Linked DNA regions of Triticum aestivum: all the other regions are linked to region 3. Evidence: chromatin contacts called from public Hi-C data. All regions are on one chromosome and are shown on one strand. Each heading gives the region's core, a stretch centred on a gene start, on an enhancer-like site or on the middle of the called end of the contact. The rest is flanking DNA. Distances are from core to core; before and after follow the strand shown. Region 1 holds the start of LOC123053560 (anthranilate synthase beta subunit 1, chloroplastic). Region 2 holds the start of LOC123053556. Region 3 holds the start of LOC123053557 (probable inactive receptor kinase RLK902).

Evidence for each region. A called contact is a pair of places that touch in the nucleus more often than the background predicts.
Region 1: a contact with region 3 is called in a Hi-C map of leaf, with 8 times the contacts expected there. The contact joins the promoter of LOC123053560 here to the promoter of LOC123053557 in region 3. A contact is called at or near these places in 3 of 5 Hi-C or Micro-C datasets (all in leaf).
Region 2: a Hi-C map of leaf shows a contact between it and region 3, with 7 times the contacts expected there. The contact joins the promoter of LOC123053556 here to the promoter of LOC123053557 in region 3. A contact is called at or near these places in 3 of 5 Hi-C or Micro-C datasets (all in leaf).

Annotation. Positions count from the first base shown.
Region 1 is chr2D:422,006,367-422,010,257 of IWGSC CS RefSeq v2.1, forward strand. LOC123053560 (anthranilate synthase beta subunit 1, chloroplastic) reads right to left here and starts at 2,525. Exons shown (of 8, transcript XM_044477027.1): 1 at 2,121-2,525; 2 at 1,851-2,026; 3 at 956-1,026; 4 at 803-840; 5 at 616-726; 6 at 431-530; 7 at 1-41. The coding sequence starts at 2,394.
Region 2 is chr2D:421,268,636-421,272,409 of IWGSC CS RefSeq v2.1, forward strand. LOC123053556 reads right to left here and starts at 2,307. Exons shown (of 2, transcript XM_044477023.1): 1 at 1,716-2,307. The coding sequence starts at 2,075.
Region 3 is chr2D:421,587,694-421,591,783 of IWGSC CS RefSeq v2.1, forward strand. LOC123053557 (probable inactive receptor kinase RLK902) reads right to left here and starts at 1,609. Exons shown (of 2, transcript XM_044477024.1): 1 at 1-1,609. The coding sequence starts at 1,195.

The sequences.
Region 1 (3,891 bases), core at 1,275-3,774, 420 kb after region 3:
CCTCAATGACCAAGCTATGATATCTTGCGGCGGTAAAAGGGCTGTTCATCAAAGTGAGGATCATGTCAAATCAGAAGCTCAATTTGGACAAGTGCCAGACTGAACAAGGAAACAAACAGAATTGTTTTCCGTGGTTGAAAAAAAAGCTACCTCCATACTAGCATACTATCATCAATACTAATTGAATATGTTAAAAATTCGACTCGCCATTGAATGGCACATGCTACAAAATTTCTCAAGACAAACGTAAGTGCGTGCTCTAAACAGGTAAGTACAATAGAGCTCGAAAGCACTCCTGGTTATCATAAAAACAGAAGCAAAGACAACATGTGTGCAGTTCAATGTTCACAATAGCAGTGTCAGTCAACTGTTATGTAATGTAAGCTAGAACCGACAATCCATGGTTTACTTAATGGTTGAGAAATCATACTTTGACAAGCCCTCGAATATGGACTTTCCTAGAACTTCGTCATAGTAAACTGGAGAGCTTTTTCCATGCATCACACCAGAAGGAACGCGGATAATCTTCCCTGTATATTCATATAGGAGAAAAAACATCAGCAAGACTGAATAACAGATCATGGAAAACCATGTGTCCATAGAGATAAATCTAACCTCCAAATGCCTCTCCAATGCACTGCAGACCCATGCAAACTCCGAATATTGGGATGGTTGGCCCAAGTTCCAGAACAGTCTGCAATGATATACCTGAATCTTGCGGTTCACCTAAAGAAGAAATATGAATGTTATTCGTAAGGTCAGAAACTTTAAACTGTTCTGAGATTCGGTAAGAGACACTAACCAGGCCCTGGAGAAATAAGTATTCCTCGTGGTTTCATCCTACATAAGATTAAAGAAAGGAACATCATCAACAAAGTTGTAATATGGTATAACCCCTTTAGTTGGACCAGAATGAAACTAAATTACAATTGAAGTGGTGCTCAGAGAACTATACCTCTTTACCTCCTCTATGGTAAGTTCATCATTACGGTACACCTCAAAATTTAATCCAAGCTCCCCCATATACTGCATCAAACACTCAATTTCAGCAAGACGTGTTTTCTCATAGCATGTGTTCACGTCATATTAAAATAAAGGTGCGAAAAATAGATTTAACCGTCTCATAAGTACGTGCATCTGAAACAGACACCAAACCTAACCAAATAATGCATTCTTGATTCTAATTTGGATCTTTCAGACAAGGAATGCTTCTTAGAAGGTCATATTTTAAATGGAAAATCTTTGAGAATAGATTTCAGAGGATCCAACTTTGTACTTCTAATTAAAAAACATTCTTGCGACTTTGGTTGCCAAATGTTATCCTCTGTTGTTAGGATTTATTAGAACAACTGGGCATTAACAGCATGTTTAGCAGATTCGTGTTAATTCTCAAATGTAGAAAAATGCTTAGCAGATTCATGTTGCTTCTCAAATGTAGAAATACATTTGTGTAACACTTCTAAAAGAACATTGTGATAAAACATCACATAAGGTTAAAATAGCAAGATAAATTCTTGTACCAGACCATATATAATTCTGAATCCCTAAAACAACATTCCATGCTACGAAAAGTATACTTGAGGGCAGTGGAAACTTGTTCTGCCTTTTTAAATGGAAAAACTACTTTTGACTGGAAAATATGGCCTGACTCAACCGAGAATGCGACTTCCGCTCGAACCAGTTTGCACGGCAAAAAAGGAAAAACATGGGAGGAAAAACTCTATGAACATTGAAACGTCCGGATCAACCCACCAAGTGACTCATCTATGCCGGCAAAGATATGGCATACACAGACCGACCAGAAGCAGCCGGAATGCAAATAGGCCAGGAGCATGTGAAACCATGTATACCTGGCACAGGTTGTAGGTAAAGCTATCATAGTTGTCGATGACGATGATGGGCTGCTTCACCGCGGCCGGGGTTCCGTCACGGTCGGCCACCGGCGCCGCGGCGGCCGTCTCGGCGGCGACAACCACCGGCGTGACCGCCCTCCTGCCCCTGAGGGCCAACCCACCGCTCTCAGGATCTGCGAGGGCAAAGGCCAATCGATCTGAGATTCGGCAGATCCGGCAGAAAACAACAGAGGCATGTATAGAACCAGGGGCATGAGCGGTTCGTACGGAGGGTGGCCGGAAGGCGCGCGAAGCCGGCGACGGGGGACGTCGCCCGAGCGCGCAACGTAGTGCAGGCGGCCGCCGGTGAAGAGGCGGCGGCGAGGTGGGAGCAGGCCATGCCGGCGAGGAGGGTTCCGAGGCGCGCGGCTTGCTGGGTTTTTGTCCGTGGCGGGGTAGGGGTCAGGAACGCGGAACGGAACGGGAGAAAGCGAGCTGCGCGCTTGCAGCTATATATACAGTAGAAGGGAGGGATTTCGGATTGGATTAGGACGACATCCATTTTCTTCAGCGCGCGCAGTAAGAAATGGAAAGAGATTCAGTCGTGCTTAGTTATGCACGTAAAACTCTACGGGCCCTACTAACGCCGTGCGTCCGCCGGCCGGCGACGTGGTCAGAATCTCACTCGTGCCCGGCGCCTGCCATGGCACGAGGAAGGCGTTGCTTCTGCCGTTTCCGTGTGTAATAAAAAGCACTGAACGCACGCACAGCACATGGTCTCGCACTAGGAAACGTCGCTGCCGATCCCCGGGGGCCTCAACCGGGGTGGAGGACGCCGGTCCTGCTCCGCCGCGGGGGCGAAGCGGGTGGGTGGGTAGGTGGGGAGGCGGCTGGTGATGTGGTCCAATGTTGGAATTCAGAATTTTCAGAACGGATCGGTCAGATCTTGGCCTCAGTTGTTCCTTACATTTCATCCATCTCTAGTGGGGCTCACATGTATACAGGAACCAGAACGAACATCAGATGCTAGGCGAAAGCATGGCCGGAAGGCATTGTTACTCGTGTGGCAAATTTTAGCCTAGGAGAAAACTACACGTGATCCAAATGCAGCACTGTGCGACCTACCTGTGTCTATTATCGCCGGAGCTACGGTCAGTGAGGCATCTCTCCCTCCTCTACTGATTGTCTCGAAATAAACAGTAAATCGCCGATCTACATGTGGGGATTCTCTCCACCTCCCCCCGCTCAACGATTTCCTAAATAAAATACTCACTAGCGGGGAATCTCTCGAATTCGTGACAAATAATAATAAATCGAAAGTCTCCGTCGCATCAGTATAGTTACTGGTACTACCAAATTATTATTATTTTAGTAAACATAGACAAAGGGCATTTTACATCTAACGTTTATCAAGAAAATCAGCGAGCAACATAAACCAAGGACGACAACAGAAGACAACGTGTAAAATGTACAACTACATCAAAAACTATATTAGCAGGTTTTCCTTCACTTTTACGTTGCTCGTCGAAGCTTGAAATGTACACTGAGCGTGCAGTGACCAAAAAGGAAACCTGTAAACGTACTCACCGTGCAAGCTTTTGAAGACCGTAATAACAACTCACTAACAATGATATCAAATATCCCGTAAAAAAAATAATGATATCAAGTAGCACATCAACTAAGACAGCACCCCATGCAGCGTAGGTTTGCTATCCTTCATCACCAATTCAAAGGGCTATAGAAATCGAATCTTGCTCCCGAACACTTTTTTTTAAGAGGCCAAAGTAACCGCGTCAATAACCAACCAACTGATTTTTTTTTATACACACACCAACAGTCAAAATTTAAATAGAACCAACATGTCTACCAACACCTACTTCGAAACAAGTTTTCGCACCGCTCTATATTAATAAATCTGCACATCCAACGATACAATGTTTTGAAAAAATTCAGAAGCTAATCAAACGAAAACATGACAAAACTAGCAGAGAGCACCAAAAGCACACTAGGACGCACTAATAAGGGTGTGTTTGATAGGGTGTATGAAGGGTGCATGAGC
Region 2 (3,774 bases), core at 1,057-3,556, 320 kb before region 3:
ACAAGTACAAATAAGAGGAAACTCAAGGCAACAGCGCATGTCAACGAAGTAAAAGAATTATGATGTCCGATAATATAAGATGTTACTACAACCAATATGTGAGTATATCAACTGTAATAACATCTTACATTATGGGACGGAGGGAGTACAATATTACAAACACCCTGGATTATGTACAGAACCAACATGAAAGTTTCTCTGCCATACTGAAAGCACACAATTTTTTAGGTGGGTACTGAAAATACTTGGCGATCATTTATTGCAGTCTGTAAGTAGCATGTTATATGAGTATTCCCATTTTCATCATGCATACAGAAAAGGGGAATAAAACAATGGCTCAAAAGCTGTAATACAACACTGGTGTGTTCAAAGTGGGGGAGATAATGCATGAAGCTTGTTTGTGCTTGCACTGACATCTACTCACACAAAGTTTTAAATCGGACGGTCAAAGGCAAGACAGAGTGAATGCCCTCGCTTGCCAAGTTATTGTTCATAAGCAAGCAATTACTAATTTACATACCAGGATATTGCAGATAAGGACATCAACAAATGACAATTAGGAATAGTAACTAACCGAAATGAACACAAAATCAGTAGTGCCCAACTCATAAGCTCATATCAAGGTTTCCAATTTCAGGATCAATGCTCCAACTTAAAGAGTAGTGCCCAACTCATAAGCTCATATCAAGGTTTCCAATTTCAGGATCCATGCTCCAACTTAAAGAAATATGTTAGTTCTCAGTTGAACTTACAGGAGCCATCAGATGATGGAGTTAACAGCTGAGATCAAGCATCGCTCGACCATGAGAAACTGCTCACTCACACTCAGGTGATCTCAGCTGTTTGATTACTTAATGAGATGACCCTAGAACTACATAATGATTGAAGTAATAAAGGCTCCAGTGGAGCCATGTCAGCAAGCCACTTGCCACCAATAGCATACCTTATTCTACCTACAATCCTCATCCTGCTATTGACCATGTCACTTGTAGTTCTCGACAGCTATAATTGACAATTCTGTCAACATACATCACAGAGCACACACAGAGAGCAGATTTACAAAACCAACTTGTCAAGTTAGCTCCACAAGATTGCAACCCCCATGTTGCGCAAAGTCAAGAGCTCTGCATCGGCATCCCATTCGGTTCCTACAGCATGCTTAGAGATAGCATACACGTTCTACTCATAACATGGTTCCAACTTGCAACTACTAGTAGTAAACTACATGTGGCAGCAGAGCAGAGTATAACTATCCTCCTCGGATGCCCTCTGAGCTTTCAGTATCTCACAAATCAGTATTGTTTTCAGCAATATGGTGGACCACATCCCATAAATGAACACATCGAACAATCTGATCTGGCAACAACAGCGCTCTGCCTCCCATTTCATCTTCTCCGTCAAACTACGTTCAGCATGACAGCTCACTCGCTCTCAAACGCACAACTATCCAAAGCGCACAGCCATTTTAGCTAGTAAGAACATAATGCTAGGATCAAGCTCTGGCTAGATCTTGCTCCCCGGCCCTTTAAATGCGATTGTTCGTTTTACACATCAATCCTGCTCCATTATGTGGTCGTTTGCAGCAATTAATGCTCTATAAACAAGCTTGGACTCCACGAAAACTGCTGATCTAGTATCTGATTGAAGGACCAGCACGGCTAGAAAGACAAATTCGAAAGGGAAGAAGGAAGCAGGGGGTGGTGGTACTAGTGTACCTTCTTGAGCGCGAGCGCGAGGCGCTTGCTCTCGAGGCGCGGCGTGGAGAGGACGACCTCGCGGGCGATCCAGATCGCGCGCCGCTGCAGCGCCAGCGGCATGTCCGCCGCGCGCACCCGCACCGCCACCTTCCTCCCCTCCCCGCTCGCGGCGTCCCCTTTGACCTTCGCCGCCTCCCTTTCCTTGGTCTCCGGCTTAGCGGCCTTGCCCTCCCCGCCGCTGGGCTCCGCCGCCGGTTTGCGCTCCACCTTGGGCTCCGGCTCCGGCTCCGGTTGGGGCGGGTCGTCGAGCCTGGTGCGGCGGACGAGCGAGCTGAGGTAGCGGCTGCGGCGCTCGAGCTCCTCCTGGGCCGGGTCCATGTTGCTTGAGATGGATGTTCCGGCTAGATAGATGTTGACCGGTCGCGGCGCGGACGGCTGGGTGGTCAGGTCAGCAGCGGCGGTGGCAGGGGGGCATGGCCGCGAGTGGGAGGTGTCTGTCTCGGGGTCGGGACGGGAGGTGGTGGTGGCCGGTTGGGTTGGGGTTTCTTGGGGTTTGCCTTGCCCGGAAGAGAAGGGGTGGTGAGTGAGTGCGATTGTTGCCGCTCCTGGAATTCGTGGGAGCAACTTTTGAGACAAAACCTTTTGTTTTGCTTTGGTTTCCAGGTATAATACTCGGCCTACACTTTGTTCGGTTGTTTGTGTGAATTCATGCTGACTAGGGTTGCGATCTGATCCAGGGTGAGATTAGCCAGTAGCTTATCTAGTCCAGATTTCAGTGAAGAGCAAGATGGAACTAGACTTCCATTGTGTGTGTTTGTGCACGTGGTCCCGATTGTCCGTCGATTTGTGCCCAGGGCGGGCGTTTGACCAACTGTCGGGGTCGGCAACCCCACACTCGCTGGCTGAGCCTGAGCGTTCTCCCAGTCCCACCGGCCACGCAGCGAAGACACCTCTACCAACTCGGAGGTCGAGGGATGGCACGATGGCCGCACTCCCCAGATTCCCTAGCCTGGCCGGCACTACCAAGCTTTGCTCGGATGCAGAGTAGCCAAGCTCAGGAGGTTCTAGCCGCTGAAATTCCGCTTAATCGCATCGAATCAGATTAACCAAATACGAGCTAGACGAATCGTGGCAGGATGAGAATGCAACAGAACTGCAACCCAGCGATATCGAATAGCGCAGAGCAAATGTACAACAACGGCACAACTGCACATACATTAGCGCTCGAATTTAAACCACCAAAGAGGCAGACAACACTACTACACTAGCGCATCAATCACTACCAACCAGAGTATAGTCATGGAGCAAAACATATCCAGAATATCCATAGTAAACTTGAATTCCAATATCAAGTCAAGTTAAACAAACCGACTTCCCAAGGATTTCACAAATCAAAGATGAAGGATTCAAGCTTATACGCAACAGAGGATTAACAAATCAACCTAGGGATAACAAGCTACGCGTCAGCCTATGACAGTATCTATCAAGAACTCCAACAAGAATAAGAAATGGTTTTGTTTTTCTTCCCTAGAATTCTACCTACAATATCAACCAATGTCCACAAACCACCAAAACATGAAAGCAGAATTTACAATACCAACCAAGGTCGACAAACCAACATGAAAGCAAACATGAAGGCAGTTCAATTTCAAAATGTGGAAACCTGTCTATTCATTTTTATTTATTTATACTAGTTTTGTTGCTCGGTCAGTGATCAACAAAAGAAAAGAAAATGAACTAAGAACACTGGCTGCCTTGAAGCATATACACACAGGATTAACAGTCGTGAATACTCATCATTAGCCTAGGGATGATGAGCTCGGCATCAGCCTACAACCGTAGTACCATCACAGTATCAGTGTAATGAAGAACTCCAACAAGAATTAACAGTCATGAAGCAAGCATAGACACTTCACGAAACACTTCCAAGTTTTTTTAGAACAAGCTTCAACATGCATATAAGAGGGGGGCAGATGGCCTACAACATCAATTTAAGTCCAGGCCAAATAAAAAACAACCAAAACACTTTGAAATGATTCAAGTTCAAAATTTGGAAACACCTTCATTTTTTATTTGT
Region 3 (4,090 bases), core at 359-2,858:
GCAGCGACGTCTCCTTGAGGCGCTTCACCGCCACCGCCGGCGCCGTCTCCAGCGCGGCCTTGTACGTGGTACCGTACGTGCCCTTGCCAAGCACCTCGGCGGACGCGCGGAGCAGGTCCTCTAGATCGTAAGGCCTCGGCACCCTCCCGAAGAAGAAAAGCTTCTTCCGCCCCACGGAGACAGGGGCGACCGGAGGCGGCATTGAAGCGGGCGGAGGCGGCCGCGCGTCGGAGACCCGTGGAGTGTAGCTATTCGGGCTCATTGCCTCCTTGCTGTGCAGGGCCAGCTCCGCCGCGACGGCGTCCTGGCTGCGGTAGGTTCTTCTTGGCTTGCGGCGGAGGGCGCCGCAGGCAAGGACCAGAACGGCGGCGATAAGCAGAAAGCCCAAAGCGCAGCCGATCACAATGCCCGCGATGGCACCGCCGGCGAGGTGTCGCCGGCCTCGCCCGCGGCTGTTTCCCGCGACCGCGGCTTCGGGGGCAACCGTGGGAGGCTGGGACGGTGGTTGGGTAGATGGTGTTCGACACGGCGGGAGGGGCTTGCCACACAGTGTCGTGCCGAGGAAAGACGTGGCGGGCATGCCGCCGAAGCCTTTAGGAACCTCGCCGGTGAGGTCGTTGAAGGAGACGTTAAAAGACAAGAGGGATGGTATGTCGACGTTCGGCAGCTCTTTGGTGAAGAGGTTGCCCTCCAAGAAGAGCAGCTGCAGCTTCCCGCTCTTGGCAATGGCGGGCGGTATTCTCCCGGAGAGCCGGTTTTCAGCGAGGTTTAGCTGCGTCAACGCCGGGAGGGAGAGAATCGCGTCCGGGAGCTCACCGGAGAAGTGGTTGGACTGCAGGTTGATGACCCGCAGCTTGACGCAGGAGGCCAGGTCGGCCGGCAGCGGGCCGGAGAGCGCGTTGAAGCGCAGGGACAGCACGGTGAGCCTGGTGAGGCCGCCGAGCGCGCCGACGGGGACGGAGCCGCGGAGGCCGTCGCCGGGCAGGTGGAGCCCCGTGACGCGGCCGCCGGAGCAGACGACGCCGGTCCAGGAGCACGTCTGCCGGGACGCGTTCCAGGACACGGACGCCGACCCGAAGGGCGCGATGAAGGCCTGCAGCGCCGCGGTGTCGGACGCCAGGTCGTCGGCGGCGCGCGCCGCGCCCAAGGCCACGGCGAGGAGCAACGCCAGCGCGGCGGCTACCGGCGGAGGCATGGCTGCGGTGGCCCCTTGGTCGATCACACCATGTGAGGGAGAGGAGAGGTGGGGAGGGACGAAACAAGAAAGCAGAATATCGGAAAGAAGCTTCACAAATGGCTCGTTTGGCGACAAGGGGAAGAAGACTTGAGGAGGGCGGGCGGACTCACTTCCACAAAACGATGTCGCAAATCCGCAACCACATTCTTGGTCCGACTGTTGTCGGCCGTTCGATAAAACGTTGGACGGCCGAGATCGCACGCCTGCCCGCGGTCGCCGATCCTACTCCTGGTCCAGTTGACGCTGACGGCACGAGAATAGTTCGATGATCTGGAGTACAACTCAACTCAACAGTGCGTGAAAAGGATCAGCGAAAATAGTTGCATGTTTGAATTTTGGGCAGTTGTTGCTAGCTGCTGCTCTTGAGATCCACTGCTTTGTAGGCCAATGTGATGAACTCGAATCCCTGGCCATTTTCCTGCTGACATATCCCCGGCGCAGTTCGCTTCGTGGACCGGTTCACTCGATGATGTGTGGAGCTGTGGACGTGGACGGCGTCGTGCAGCCGTGCGCGACGAAGTAAACCGGTCCCTGGAGGCCGGAGCCGTAACTGTCGAGAGCGTTGTGTGGTGGCCTGTAAATGTCATGATGGCGTCGGGTGTAGGAAAAATTGGAGCGAGTGTGTGATGATCGTCTGTCAGTTACCGTCCGTTGAACGAGTAACTTCTGAGCAATGCTGAATACATGGTTCTTCTTCTTCTTCTTCTTCAAAAGGAAAAAAAAAAGACTTCTGAGCAATGCTGAGCTAGGAACGTGCATTTCCTTCGTAAGTGCAGAATCGAATTGGCCAAACGGCCAAAAGAACTAGGAATAGCCGAGAGCCAATGGTGGTCAGAGTCAGTCACATCGCGTTCTTCGTTTGTCGACATATTTTGCAACCATGGGGTACATAATTTAAGAGCAAAGTATTTTCTCGATGGTGAATGCAAACTTAAAAAAGGGATTCTCTTTTAATTGGCAAAGTATTATGGGGGGAGTCAATTCTTTAAAGCATGGTTATATCTGGCGAGTGGGCAATGGATCAAATATTGATATTTAGGAAGATGAATGAATCCCAAATTGCCATAATAGGAACATTATTACTCCAAGGGGGGACACCTCTGTCAAGGTTCTCTGATCTTATTGATCGACCTGGTGAGACAAATGTTATGCTCAATTAATGCTCAGCGCGTCCTTGAGATTTCTCTTTCTTTGGATGATATGTCAGATTTTATATCGTTGAGCTACAAAAAAGAAGTTCATTGTTCAATCAGCTTATTTTCCGGAATGGGACTACCAACACGGGAGTAAACTTCGACATACTAATGGTACGAGACAAATTGATGTTAATCCTATTTGATCTAACATTGGAAATTATCTTGTTCGGCAAAAATTAAAATCTTTATTTGGCGCACGTCATATGGCACTCTCCCTTATCGTGTTACACTTGCCAATAGACATTTGAGAGTGTCGCCCCAATGCCCATCTTCTTCTCATAGGCCAGAAGGTACAAAGCACCTATTATTTCAGTGCCAGAAAGCTAAGGACATATGGAGTAGGCTCGAGATGGATGAAGTGATTAAAAGAGCCTGTGAAAGATTGTGCATGTGAGGCTGTCATTGAGTTCTTACTTCTGCTACCAGACCAAGATTTCTCCATTTCGGGTCTCCAGAATGCTCGTGAATTGATAGCCATTACAGCTTGGTTCTTGTGATAGGAAAGGTGTAAACCGGTTCATGAGGGAACAGCTTAAGATGCGTATCAAATTTCTATGGGGATTCATGCTCGAACAACAAATTACGTTATTGCCTTTTCCCCTAATGCTACAAGTAAAAGAGATGAATGGATTCGGCCTCCTAGGAAGTTTGCAAAACTTAATATTGATGAATCTTTTGATCAAGACATGCTTAGGGGCATGGCGTCGTCATCAGAGATGATAAAGGGAATTTTATTGTTGGCGGAAATTTGAGAATCGAGTGGTGTGCATATGCCCTGACGGCTAAAGTTCTGGTGCTAAGATTCGGCCGAATCCTTGCGCAAAAGGCGGGCTGCAATCATCTCATTATTAATTCTGATTGTGGAGATCATTGATACCATGAAGAATGGAGGACATTCTGCATGATCGGCAACGGTAGTTTTGATGATTGTTATTTTTTTGCTTGTGTTTTTTTTCTTACTAGTTTCGAACATTGCAATAGAGGAGCGAACAAACTTGCTCATGAGTTTGTTAGGTTAGCTAGATTTTCTTCAACTAACGATTGGTTTGAGGAGTCTATGGGTGAAATTGTACATCTCCTCCTTACGGACGATGTAACTATTAGTATTTTTGAACTAATAAAGTTTAACTTTCAAAAAGTAAATGTGATACAAAATTTAAGTTCACTTCTATAGCCTCCTCTCAGTACAGGCTTGACTAACTAAGAGCAACTTCAATGGGGCGACCCATTTCATCCGCCTGCATCCGTTTTGGTCGGCGCGGACAAAATTGACGGCCCAACGCGCCGACCCAAACCCAAATTTCATCCGCTTCGCGTCCGCGCCGACGCATTTATGGCCCAAATTTGCGCCCCAAATGCGTCGGCGCGAACGTGAAACGTACGCCACGCGCGCCTTCTCGATGCCCGCCGCGGCCCCACCTGGCGGTCGTCCAACCGCTCGTGGCCAACCTGGTCAGCTTAATTTATGACCTCGGGTCCACTCGTCAGTGACGGCGGTCGTCCTTTTTTAAGCCGACCGTGCGGTGGGGCCGTCCTCATCCAAATCGCCGTCCACATCTAGCAAGCTCTGCTCCCCCGTCACCGGCAAACCCTAGCCACCACCACCACAGTCACCACAACGAGATGGGGCTCTTCTCCGGTGCCAGCGGCAGCAAGG